2 separate regions of the Mus musculus genome follow, and region 2 is linked to region 1. The links are chromatin contacts, called in public Hi-C maps. All regions are on one chromosome and are shown on one strand. The core of a region is the stretch at or near the end of the contact, and the rest is flanking DNA. Distances in the headings are between cores, read along the strand shown.

Evidence for each region. A called contact is a pair of places that touch in the nucleus more often than the background predicts.
Region 2: a Hi-C map of bone marrow-derived macrophages shows a contact between it and region 1, with 20 read pairs. The contact joins two enhancer-like sites. A contact is called at or near these places in 1 of 484 Hi-C or Micro-C datasets (bone marrow-derived macrophages), 4 of 115 datasets of contacts at active chromatin or transcription factors (the 230-238 cell line, embryonic stem cells, pro-B cells and 1 more) and 2 of 9 other capture datasets (adipose tissue and embryonic stem cells).

Annotation. Positions count from the first base shown.
Region 1 is chr8:117,517,925-117,524,320 of GRCm38.p6, forward strand. All of the region lies in intron 2 of Plcg2 (phospholipase C, gamma 2), which reads left to right. Among named protein-coding and RNA genes, the nearest start is that of Plcg2, 23 kb to the left of the region's middle. Within about 2 kb of position 1,392, at least 13 of the 459 cell types and tissues checked have an H3K27ac peak or open chromatin away from gene starts, as enhancers often do. A contact at or near this core is called in bone marrow-derived macrophages, where this site is marked.
Region 2 is chr8:117,059,107-117,065,999 of GRCm38.p6, forward strand. It overlaps Pkd1l2 (polycystic kidney disease 1 like 2), which reads right to left. Exons shown (of 43, transcript NM_029686.4): 7 at 6,397-6,810; 8 at 4,948-5,025; 9 at 4,130-4,179; 10 at 1,402-1,519; 11 at 356-563. Among named protein-coding and RNA genes, the nearest start is that of Pkd1l2, 20 kb to the right of the region's middle. Within about 2 kb of position 2,540, at least 26 of the 459 cell types and tissues checked have an H3K27ac peak or open chromatin away from gene starts, as enhancers often do. A contact at or near this core is called in bone marrow-derived macrophages, where this site is marked.

The DNA.
Region 1 (6,396 bases), core at 142-2,641:
GTGATGGAGCGAGCTGACAGTGCAACTGTCTGTCTGCAGCTCCTGCCACTCAGGTCCTCCTCTCACAGAGCGACTGTGGCCGGGATCTGTGAGCGAATAGAAACTCCCCCTCAACAAAACTGAAACTTAGACAGTATGCAAAGATGCTGTACACATAGAGTAAGGCCTGAACGACTTTCTGACGGGGGTGGGGTAGGTAGGTGGGTGGGGGGGAGGGGATGTGGTTCCAAAGACAGGGCCATGCAGAGTTGCCAAGGAGAGCTGACGGGAGTGGGTGGTTCCGTGTGGCTGTGTCCTCACTGGTGCACAGGGGAAGCTTAATAAATGCAGACGTTAGATCATAACCCCCCCCCCCCCCCATTCCTCCATTCCTCCAGCTCGGACTGAACATCTTCTCTGTCCCTTAAACTACCACTGAATTTTTTTTTTTTTTTACATTTACTTAGCATGTGTGTGTGTGTATGTATGTATGTGTATGTATATGTATGTATATGTGTGTGTATGTGTGTGTGGATGTATATATGTGTGTATGTAGGTGTGTATGTAGGTGTGTGTGTAGGAGTATATATGTGTGTATGTAGGTTGTGTGTAGGTGTATATATGTGTGTATGTAGGTGTGTGTGTGTAGGTGTATATATGTGTGTATGTGGATGTGTGTATATGTAGGGATATGTGTGTATAGGTGTGTGTATGTGTAGGTGTGTGTATGTGTAGGTGTGTGTGTGTAGGTGTGTATGTAGGTGTGTGTGTGTGTTTATGTGTGTATATAGATATGTGTATATGTAGGGGTATGTGTGTGTGTGTGTGTGTGTAGGTGTGTATATGTGGGTGTGTGCATGTGTAGGTGCTAAGGTGTGCATGTGGAAATCTGAGAACAAATTAGGAAAGTTATTTTTCTCTTCTCATTTTCACGTAGGTCCTGGGGATCAAACTTAGGTGTGCAGAGTTAGCAGCCGCTGAATTTATATGATGAATTTATATGATGAATTTATATGATGAATTTATATGATGAATTTATATGATCTTGCTGGCTCTACTTTACTGTTGCTAGAGAAATTTATAGATTGCTATTGATCCCCTTTCTTACATATATACAATGCATTTTGGTCATAACTACCCCATTACCCCTCTTACTCCCTCCAGACCTCCCCCCCCAACTTCCTGTTCTCTCCTTTTCCTCATTTTCATTGCCTCACTGAGATTTGGTTCCCATGCCACGGAATTCACTCAGCCGAGTGTACAGTTCAGGTAGTGAATCACACTTTGTTTGTGGGGTGTTTTTTTTTGTTTTGTTTTTTGTTTTTAAGACAGGGTTTCTCTGTGTAGCCCTGGCTACCCTGGAATCGCTCTGTAGACCAGGCTGAGTCCTGCAAACACAATCATAGCTAATTTTAGAACATTTTGAATCCTTTCTCCTTTGGAGTCCCTTAGCTCTGGTGTCATTTCTCCTTCCCAGTGTTGGTGACAAGTGTCTCTAACGTGTCTGCCCACTGGACATTTCGTATAAGGAAATCATCCAGCATGTGACCTTTTTTGTTTGTTTGTTTTGTTTTGTTTTGTTTTGTTTTGTTTTGTTTTCCGAGACAGGGTTTCTCTGTATAGCCCTGGCTGTCCTGGAACTCACTCTGTAGACCAGGCTGGCCTTGAACTCAGAAATCCGCCTGCCTTTGCCTCCCAAGTGCTGGGGTTAAAGGCATGTGCCTCCACTGTCGGTGCATGTGATCTTTTGCCCCCTCCTACTTCCTTGACAGCACTTGCTACTAAATTACTTTCGACTGTAGCTGTCCTAGGAGGGGTGATGCTGTGTCCCACTGTGGTTCTGATTCGCATTTTGCTGGTTGTTGGTTGTTCTCTTGTAAATAGAATTTGTTCTAGTAGCCAGGCTTGGCCGTGAGGCCGGCCTTTTGTCATCCCTGCTACACAGAAGCCTGAGGTGGGAGGCTCACAAGGGTCAGGCTCATCTGGGCTAGGGAGTTCTAACTAGTAAGTTCAAGGCTAGGCTGGACATCTTAGAAAGATCCTATTTCAAATACTGTAAGCGCTGGGCAGGTTCAGTGAGAGACCTTGCCTCTAAGATAGATAGATAGATAGATAGATAGTAGGAGCTACTGAGGAACACATCCTAGGGTGAGTGTCTGGGTATCAGGTCTCCACAGGCGTCTGAATGGACAAGCACCTTCTACCTCCCAGCCCCACCCCCACTAAACATAGATGACATACCCTTACACAGATACATTTTAAAATGGGCTGGGGATATAGCTCAGTGATAGAGTGGCAGATACTAAGCCATGGGGTCAGGCTTCAGTCCCTACCACCTCAAATAACTTATTATATGATATTTTTGTTTTTGTTGTTATTTTGTTTTTGTTTTGTTTTGTTGTGATAGGGTTTCTCTGTGTAACAGAGCCCTGGTTGTCCTGGGCTCACTTAGTAGACCAGGCTGGCCCCAAACTCACAGAGATCCACCTGCCTCTGCCTCTGTCTCCTGAGTGCTGGGATTAAAGGCGTGTGCTACCATGCCCAGCTATTATACAAGTTTTGTTTTGTTTTGTTTTGTTTTTTTGGTGTTTTTGAGACAGCGTTTCTCTGTGTAGTCCTGGCTGTCCTGGAACTCACTTTGTAGACCAGGCTGGCCTCGAACTCAGAAATCCACCTGCCTCTGCCTCCCGAGTGCTGGGATTAAAGGTGTGCGCCACCACGCCCGGCTTACACAAGTTTTAAAATCAACAGGCTTTCTGGCTAAACCAGTGCTTATGGCAGGGGAATTGTCTTTTTATTTTCATCTTTTTGAGCTCCAGGGCGGCCATCTTTCGCAGATGTGGTGCTCATGACAGATTTGATGAGAATATTCTGGAAGTCTGAGCACAGAGCACATGGACGTGAGCAGGGAACAGTGAAGCATGAGTTCTGGGCTGGGGAGATGCCTCCCTGGGTAAAGTGCTTGCTGCACACAAGTGAGGACCTGAGTTCAGATCGCCAGAACTCACTGGGCACAGTAGCCTGTAATCGATCACAGTGTTTTGGGCATGAGATGGGAGATGAAGACCAGAAGCTCACAGGCTAGCCCTGCTAGCTTTGGAGTACAGCTGAGAACAAGAGACTCTTAGAGATGGAAGGCCAGGATGGATGCCAGAGGTTGTCCTCTGACCTCTGTACGTGGTCGGTGGTGCAGATAGAGAGAAGGAGAGGATGTGAGTCCCTGCTGGAGTCTAGAGAAATTCCCTACGTCTCTTGTTTCTTTTGTTTGTTGCTGGGAAGTAAGCTCAGAACCTTATATATGCTGGGCAAGGGCTCTGCTTCAGAGCTATAAGAAGTCCTTGCCTTATATCTGATCTTTTAGGGGACAAAAGAACCCCCCCCCACGTGTGTGTGTGTGTGTGTGTGTGTGTGTGTGTGTGTGTGTTATAGACTCTCCTCCTGCCACGGTATCTGTGTTTTGTGACCCTATATACTGCATATCTGTATGACCAAAGATGTCTACCTACTACTTCCTAAATGTCCCACACCCCCAAGTTCCTTTGCCTGCCATTTGATCAGTGTCTCAAGAAAATGGCAGAAAGGGTGTGTCCTGGGTGCTGGGACATGGGTGCTCTTAAGAAGTTGATGGAGCAGCTGTCACGGGTCAGCTTCCCTCTGTGCACCTGTAACCATGTGATGTGTATGGATATTCCTGAGTAATGTGCAGGTATCACCCCCAGCCTGTGACTCTCTTACCCATTTTACTGATCCATAAAGTGATCTTGAGGGACCCAACAAACTCACCAGGCTGTCTGGGGAACTACAGCAGACAGTTGTCCCTAGTCACCTTGTGTCCCAAACCTTTAGATTAAGAGATAGAAAAAGACAAACTCCAGGCTGGGAAAGAATGTTGACAAAACACAGTGACAAAGGACCTGTATCCAAAACAAGGAGTTTTAAAACCCAACAGAGGACAGGCAACCCAATTAAAAGTGGGCCAAAGACCTGACCTCCCTTCCTGCTCCCATCCACCTCCCTGCCTTCCATCCTGTTGAAGCCGCACGAAGCTGCTTCTGGGCCAGCGAGGCTCAGATGACCCCAGAGTAGGTCATGTATGTAGTTTAAACACTGCTAGTTAACACATTAAAAAAAAGATTAGAAGTAGTAAATGAAACTAAATATGTTATATTTAATTTAGTATAACGAAGGTGTTATTTTAACATATGTACTATAATTCATGAAACATTAAATTAAAAGTATTATTTTATACATACGAGTGTTTTTCTTATGTGTCTATATGGGCACCATGTGTGTGCCTCCTGCCTGCAGAGGTCAGAAGAGGGCATCAGCTACCCCGTGACTGTAGTTACAGATGGTTATGAACCGTTAACGTAAGTGCTGGGAATCGAACCAGGGACTCTGCGAGAGCAACAGGTGCTACTAACCATTGAACCATCTCTCTAGCCCTGAGACAGTTAACCTTTTTTTTTTTTTTAAGATTTATTTATTTTATACATATGACTGTTTTGTCTGTATGTGTGTCTGTGTACCACATGCATGCCTGGTGCCCACGGAGGTCAGAAGATCCTTGGAACTGGAGTTACGGATGGTTGTGATCTACAATTTGCATTCTGCAAACCAAACCCTGATCCTATGCAAGAGTAGCAAGTGATCTTAACCACGGAGCCATCCCTCCTGTCCCATTAACATTTTACATTATTGTTTTGGGTGTCTAACTCTTCCACTGATTATGTTTGTTCGGTTTTTGTTTTTGTTTTTGAGTCAGGGGTCTAATTTAGTAACTCATGATGGCCTACAACTCGGTATTCTTCTTAGTGCTGGGATTACAGGCATGTGTAATCACACCTATTGTGTGTGTGTACAGGTGTGTATGTATGGGTTTGTGTGAGTGCATGTACAGGTGTGTGTGTGTGTGTGTGTGTGTGTGTACAGGTGTGTATGTACAGGTTTGTGTGAGTGCATGTACAGGTGTGTGTGTGTGTGTGTGCATGTACGTATATGTGTGTGTGTGTGTACAGGTGTGTATGTACAGGTTTGTGTGAGTGCATGTACAGGTGTGTGTGTGTGTGTGTGTTTGTGTGTACAGGCGTGTACAGGTGTGTATGTACAGGTTTGTGTGAGTGTATGTACAGGTGTGTGTGTGTGTGTGTGTGTGTGTGTGTGTATGTGCATGTACGTATATGTGTGTAGGAATCTATGTTGATGCAAGCAAGCCTTAGTGTGTGTTTGGAGGTCAGAGGATAACCTAAAGGGATCAATTCTTTGCTCCCGTCAGTGGGTTCTGGAGATCAACCCAGGATGTCAGGTTTGACTCCAAGTATCTTTTACCCACTGAGCCATGTCACCAGCCCCAGTTTTACTGTTTAACTGGCCCCTCAGCGCACAGTGCCTTCTTCTGTTGTCCCTTCTTTCTTCTTCTTTTATATATATATATATATATATATATATATATATATATATATATATATATATGATATTTTCTTTATTTGCATTTCAAATGTTAATCCCCTTTCCTGGTTTCCCTCCCTCCGGAAACCCCCTATCACATCCTCCCTCCCCCTGCTTCTATGAGGGTGTTCCTCCACCTACCCACCTACTCTCACCTCCCCACCCTCAATTCCCCTACACTGGGGCATCTATAGAGCCTTCATAGGACCAAGCACCACCCCTCCCACTAATGCATGACAAGGCTGTCCTCTGTTACATATGCAGCTGGAGCCATGTGTACTCCTTTGTTGATGTCTTAATCCCTGGGAGTTCTTGGGGGGCGGGTCTGGTTGGTTGATATTGTTGTTCTTCTTATGGGGTTGCAAACCCCTTTAATTCCTTCGGTCCTTTCTCTAATTCCTCTATTGGGGACCCTGTGCTCAGTCCAATGATTGGCTGCGAACATCTGCCTCTGTATTTGTAAGGCTCTGGCAGGGCCTCTCAGGAGACAGCTGTATCAGGCTCCTTTCAGCATGCACTTCTTGGCATCCACAATAATTTCTTTGCTTCTTTACATCACACACTTATCCATTGACTAGCCATCACTTCACCACCAAGGAGCTAGGAACTGTTGAGTTGAACACATGGTATAGGTATAGTGCGCCTTACCCTTCCTTCGTTGGTGACAAGCAAGCAGACACCGTGAGTTCACCATAGTGAAAATGAAGGTGATTGCTGCTGCTTTAGGGGGACCCTGGGAAGTTTCATACCTTTCGCAGGAAAGTGTCAGCAAAATGGTGGCACAGCGATACCTACCTGATGTGCCAGTAGGAACACCAGAGACCTGGGGTATGAACCATTGGGCTCAGCACTCTGTCTGAGTATTTCCATTGTCAGGACCATCCTTAGAGGATAGTTTTGCTTCTTTGGGATCCAGGGCAAGGTGAGTGTTCATGTTGGTCACCCTGGAGAAGAGAGAATATGATCTTG
Region 2 (6,893 bases), core at 1,290-3,789, 460 kb before region 1:
CTCTGAGAGCAGAATGTTTTGAAGCAAGCTGTGAGCATGTCCCCTCCTGCTCAGGGAGCTCCTGGATGGAAGACTTGACTATGCGTGGATCTGCAAGGCCCCGCCTCTCCCTTTCTCCTCCTCTTCCCAAGCCCCGCCTCCAGGTCTCTGTCGAGCTCCACATCCTATGGATGGGGCCTTTCCAGTTCCCTGGATGAAGTCTCTAGATGGACTTCTGCTGTCCCTTCAGGCCATTTGTTGTGGATCCCCAGGTTGCCACCCCTGTGGGAGCACAGGTGAGACTGGTTGACCCACTCTTCCAGTCCCACCTCCGAGTGGTGCCGGCTGATGGTACGACACCCAAGTGCGGCCTCACCTGATTTGAGGCCCAAGGTTCAAGGGAGCAGACACGTAGAGGCACTGTTCTGTCTCTTTCTCCAGCTCTTGGCCCCTTAGGATAGCCAAATGCAGGGTGACAGCGGAGTTGAGCGGTGGCAGACAGAAGGTATGGAGCACCAGCAACCTCTGGTCTGTGTGGAGCAGCTGCCTCCCCACGCAGGCATTCCACTGAGCCCAGCAACGTCCTGCGCAAGATGGGAAGACAGTTGTGCACAGTATCCCTGACCCTAATACACCGTGGACTTTCTGGTTTAGCAAAACTTCTGGTAATGGTTTTGGACTTTTGTTTTGTTTTGGTTTGGTTTTTGGTTTTTTGTTATTATTATTATTATTATTATTATTATTATTATGGTTTTTCAACACAGGGTTTTTCTGTGTAGCCCTGGCTGTCCTGGAACTCACTCTGTAGACCAGGCTGGCCTCAAACTCAGAAATTTGCCTGCCTCTGCCTCCCTAGTGCTGGGGTTAAAGGCATGTACCTCCACTGCCTGGCCTAATGGTTTTGTTTCATTGAGACCAGGTCTGGCAGCACAGCCCAGACTAGCCTCAAACTCCTGGTCTTCCTGCTCTGCCTCCTGATTGCCAGGGTTACAGGGATAAACCACCACACCCAGCCTCCAGTTGTCCTATTTTATTTTGGTGAGTGAGTGTGTGTGTGTGTGTGTGTGTGTGTGTGTGTGGTGTTGTATGTTAGGAGGGAATGACCCTCTCAGAGGAGGACTATCTACCTGGTCACGGATCTTATCTGGATTTGCCAGTGGATGGTGTCAATGAACAAAGCAAGCTGGCGTTTAGGTTTTGTTACTGCTTGTTATATCTCCCCATACCCCTATCACACGCATTCAGGGACACCATCTCTCCTTGGTTTGCTGTTGCCTCTATACACATGTCTGAGGTTTACACTCCAGCACACACAGGCAGACAGTGTCAGGCTGGAGTTGTGTCCGATGAAGAGAGAACAGACAAGCCTGACGGTGCTCTCTCATCCGTGAAACCGGTGGGCAGGAGAGTCACGCCACCTACCGCAGGACCAGTGGAAGTTCAAGCCCGGGTCATCATCCGGCCAGCCCAGTGTGACTTCTGTGAAAGGGTCCACGTACAGTTCAGGCTCGGTGAATACCTTCATGTCCTGTTTGTGTCCCTGTAGAGGATGGGACCCCTCAGTGATAGAACAGCTTCACCATAGAATGCACTCCACACGTAAGCGTCACTGTAGAGTTCCACCGCCAGCCTACCCCGCACCCCAGAGCAGTGCGTGCTGACAGCGGCCACAGGGTAAAGCTAAGATCAGAGAAAGTTCTGGATGGCAATCTGCTCTCAGGTTTCCCTTGGGAGGCATGGTGTCCCTTCCTGAGACTCACTGGGTACATAGCTTTATCTCCAGTGTAGGCTTAGGTCTCACAGTGTGTTTGCCTGCATGGATAGAGACCATTCTGAACCAGGCCCTGTGCCGATGATGGGGGACATGGTAACAGAGACCCAACTGCTATCCTTAAAGGACATTAAGGAACACTTAGCACTCAGAGTGCCACCTGTGCTTCCTTCGAGGGGATCCAATTAGAGGCAGCGGGAGAATGTGGAAGGCAGAGGCAATCAGTTAAGAATACAGGCCTCAGCCGGGCGTGGTGGCACACACCTTTAATCCCAGCACTCAGGAGGCAGAGGCAGGCAGATTTCTGAGTTCGAGGTCAGCCTGGTCTACAAAGTGAGTTCCAGGACAGCCAGGGCTATACAGAGAAACCCTGTCTCGAAAAAACCAAAACCAAAAAAAAAAAAAAGAAAGAAAGAAAGAATACAGGCCTCGAGGGATGCGGAGAGAGGTGGCTCGATTAGTGATGTCTTTGCTTTGCAGGCACAATGATGTGACATCACCGAGGGTGGTGATGCATGCTGCAATCCCAGCCTTGGAAAGATTAGATAGTGAATATCTGAGCTCCCTGGTGAGCCAGACTAGACTATGTGGTGAGCACCAGGATAATGAGAAACCCTGCTTACAGAACAAGACCAGGGCTCTTAAGGAACATGCACACATGAGGAAAGGAAAGCTGAAATGAATATAAAAGGCTCGGGGCCAGCCGAGTCTCAGAGTGGATCATGAGCCTGTGTCCTCCAGCCACGTTCTGAGTCTCTGGGTGCCTGTCCCTCTGAGGCTTTGTCAGCATCTAACACCCACGGTTGCCATGGAGACAGGGAAGCTTCCCTGTGGGTCTGGCTCCCAGAAGCACCAGAGGGAAGAGGTGACAGAGCCGGCTGGGCAACCGTGGAGAGCTTGTCTGCTCTCGAAGAAGAATCAGCAGCCCCCGAGGTGAATTCTGGAAGAAATTACTGATAGGACCAGTTAGCTATGGGTCTTCTTGCTCAAGCCTTGACCCAGACTTACACAAGGCTACAGGGGGACTCAACCTCTGATGGCTTGTGTGTGTACCAGGAGCTTGTGGAGGTCAGGGGACACCCCAGGTGTCAGTGCTTGCTTTCCATGGCTCTTATACCACACGGTCCCCCCCCTTTTTTTTTAAAGATTTTATTTTATTTTATATATGTGAATACACTGTTGCACCCTTCAGGCACACCAGAAGAGGGCATCAGATCCCAGTACAGATGGTTGTGAGCCACCATGTGGTTGCTGGGAATTGAACTCAGGACCCCTAGAAGAGCAGTCAGTGCTCTTAACTGCTGAGTCATTTCTCCAGCCCCCCTCCCCCCGCCCCCCACAGTCTCTTATTCTCCACTGGATATGCCTGGCTAACTGGCCTGTGTGCTCCTGTGAATTCTCAGGCCTCCACTTCCTATCTTGTCGGGACGTCGGGATTGATGACAGGCACTCGCTATCACACTCAGTTTACACTGCATAGCCAGAGCTCTACCCACTGAGCCACCCTCTCAGTCTTCATGATGCCTCTGAGCACACCTGTGAGCGCACACTCCGATGCTTGCTATCGGTCCACCTGGGTCCTACCAGATACGCAACTCTCAGTTCTTTCCTTTCATCTGTTTATCTCTAAGCTTTGTGAAGGCAGAGAGCACAACTGTTTTTTCAACATTAACACCTCAGCCCTTAAACATTAATTCTTGAACATGGCAGGTGCACAGTAGGTCTTTGTTATCAGCACACACCTGCACAATGATTTGGAAAGGGAACTGAAGACCCTGGCGTAAACACCAAAGAACCTGAGCCTGTTTCCCCAAATTAGCGCTAACAGCTATGAATTTCCCTCTGAGCACTGCATTAGCTGCAGCCCACAGAAGTGTATCAGTTGTATTGCCCTTATAATTTTAGTTAGAAATATCTTCTAATTTCTCCTATGGTTTCTTTTTTTTTTAATTTTTAAAAAAAAATTTATTTTTTATTTTTGGTTTTTTGAGAGAGGGTTTCTCTGTATAGCCCTGGCTGTCTTGGAACTCACTTTGTAGACCAGGCTGGCCTCGAACTCAGAAATCCGCCTGCCTCTGCCTCTGAGTGCTGGGATTAAAGGCGTGCGCCACCACTGCCCGACTCTCCTATGATTTCTTGTTTTGCCTATTAATTTTTTTTTTACAGAAGTGTATTACTTATTTCCTAAGGCCTACTCACACACAATACAGGGTCTTATTGCTTTACAGCCTAACCCTGTGGTGGTTAGAGAACATGCTTTTGGGCTCTTGCCAAAGGGAAGAAAGCTTGGGGACCCTGGCAGCGCCCTAAACTCAAAACATCAAGGAGAGCACTTGGATATTGTTTCCTTGTGAAGTTAAATGTTTTAAAGATGCTCACGCTCTTTGCTTCAGCATTTATTCCCGACAGTTCTTGGAGACTGGAAGAGGCTGTGAACATAATGAGAACAAGAATTAAGCTTTGGTGAAAGACATTATAAAGCATAAAGGCAGACTCACGTGAGCATCATGGCGGGTACCCAAGGTCACAACTATGGAGGGGGAGTGGTTGGGAGAGCAGGAGGAGCGGGTGAGCCTAGATTTGTGACAAGTCTAGACAACACAATAAGACCCTTCTCAAACACATAAACAAATATGAAAACCAAAGAGATCATGTTGAAGATATCCCAAGATGTCAGCCATTCAGGCGATAGAGACACAAAAAAACAAGGTTCTGTGGGTGACAGATATGCAGCTGCCCTGCTTGACCTTGCTAGCACCTGTGACCTCAGGTGCTCACACCTGCACAGCAAGCTCTTGTCCCGCAGAGGCATCCCCCAGACCTCCTCTTCTGCATTTTTGTTACTGTTTTTGCAGCACGGGGGTAGAGTCCAGGGATTCTGTGTGCTAAGGAAGGACTCTATCACCGAGCCACACCCTCAGCCCACCTCCTATACTCCAGATGGTATAATGTCTAAGATAATGTGAACTATGGCATGAGCACTGTGCTGTGCGGTTCAGGGATTCATGGCGGGAAGAACATCTGAGCATGTTCAGTGCAGAACTTTAATGATACTCTCTGCGACTGTGTCTTCAGAGCACCCAGAGGAGTCTGTGACTATGGACTGGGCTCCGTGTTCACAGCCCCATTTGAAGGGCTCCTCGTTAGACCCCAGACAGGCTCAGTATCCTAGACTCCTGAGAGTACAAACACCTTGCCTGTGACCGTGATGTTCCCGATGTCCAAGCTCAGTTCTGAGAAAGCGTTCCGCACATGTACGGTGACCAGGAAGGTGCCTGCAACGCAAAGGGGTAAGAGTCAATGGTGTTGTCACAAATTCCGTGACACAGGGGAGACTGCTCTCCCTAGGTGTGCCTGCCTGACAGACAGCCTTGACTGCAGTCCTGGAATCTCTCAGGCTCTGTGCACTTACAAGTCCTACTATATACCAGGCCTGAGGCAAGACTCTGGGAGCACACAGGGGAAGGTATACAACATGGAGTCATAGCAGGCTTGGGGTTGGGTATGGTATGCGAGGCAAAAGTGGAACAGGGCTATCCTTCAAAGGCTGAGAAGGATCTTTGAGGCTTAAGAACTCCATAGGCGGGTTCCTTACTCATGCCCTGTGGGATCAGCCTGGGATGGAGGGTGGTGGAGGTGGGGAATAGAGAGGGCAGGAATGAGCGAATGGATGTCTGTCTGCTTCTGGGAAATACAGTGGACCAAGTGTAGGTAAGAACTATCTATGGACATGGTGTAGGTCTTCAGGAGAGGGATGGTGAGGGAGCAGGGTCAGACAGGGATAGGAAGAGGCTGCGTACGTGCAGCCAGCTGAAGGAGAGGTTCAGTCCTCATCATCCTACAGATGCAGGTCTGAGGGGCCCAGCAGATGGTCTCAGGAGCCCACAGACACTACTACCAGAGGCAATTTCAAACATGTCCACCAAGGGCGAAATCCTGACCTGCTTGCTCCCTTTGCATCCACCCTCTTACTGGGAGAGGCCCAGATCATCTGATCTCAGGGAGAAAAGAAGTCTGTTAATCTAAGAATGAGCAAAAACCCAGTGCACTGGTCCAGATTTTACCAGTTAAAAGGGGATAGACTTCCCTGAGTAGCTTCAACAGGAGCAGAGGGAGACAAAAGCCAAGCAGGTGCATCCAAACTTAGGGCAAGGGGACATGATGCCATCTACAGAGTTCAACGCAAGAACAGAGCAACTGAGCTCCCATAAATAAATCTCATAATGTTTTAAGTAAGTTTGCAAGTTTATGTTGGGCCACATTCACATCTATCCTGGGACACGTATGGCTCACGGAGCACAGATACGTCTGCCAGTTGTCACGGGGATTAAAGCCCCAGTGTGGTGTGCATTTTCCCATCCTTTGGCTTCTTCCTATTTCAAGCAAGACTCTTGGAGAAGGGGGTGGAAGGAATCATTAGGACCACGCTGGAGGAGGAGATTGGGGGTCTTAGGGGGCACTTAGCAAAGCCCCAGTGGCTCTCTTGTGCAATCTTTGTTCTCTCAGCAGACCTTTGGCAGAAGGCCTGAGATCCTCATACCTGCCTGGTGTCATCTCTTTCCTGGTACCCCTCCAAGCCCCAGGGGAACGAAATCAGAAATATAAAAGGGGGGCAGAGTGCCAGGGGAAGCTGCCAGCCTCAGTACCTTCAGCAGGAACCGCCACGTGGTAGTTCCCAGATGACTGCCCAACACTCTCTTCCTCCTGGGAGAAGTTCGCGTTGAGTCCCGCCACCTCGAAGGTCAGCTCCTCCAGGGTGCCACGAGCCACTGAGACATTGACCACCAAGTCCCACCCAAGCTCCACACGGTCAGAAGCCCAGGAGGCCCGCAGCCCCGACAGCGGCTCTACAAAGTACACAGTGAAGTTTCCAGAGGGGGCGGAGGCAGTGCCGGTGCCTTCATTGCTGACAGCTTGGATCTTTAGGTGGTGCCTCCCAGGGCCCAGCATCTCCTGGATGTCTCTGTCCAAGGTCAGATTGTAAAGCTGCGAGCCCCTCTGGGCGGTGAACTCAGCCAGAGTTCTGTTATGCGAAAGCACAGCATAAGTCGCCCCGGCTCCTAGCGAGAGTAAGGGAAATTTAGAAAAGCTATTATCAACGGTGCAGCTAGCATTCTAAGATAGTTCAGGCTGAGTTCTAATG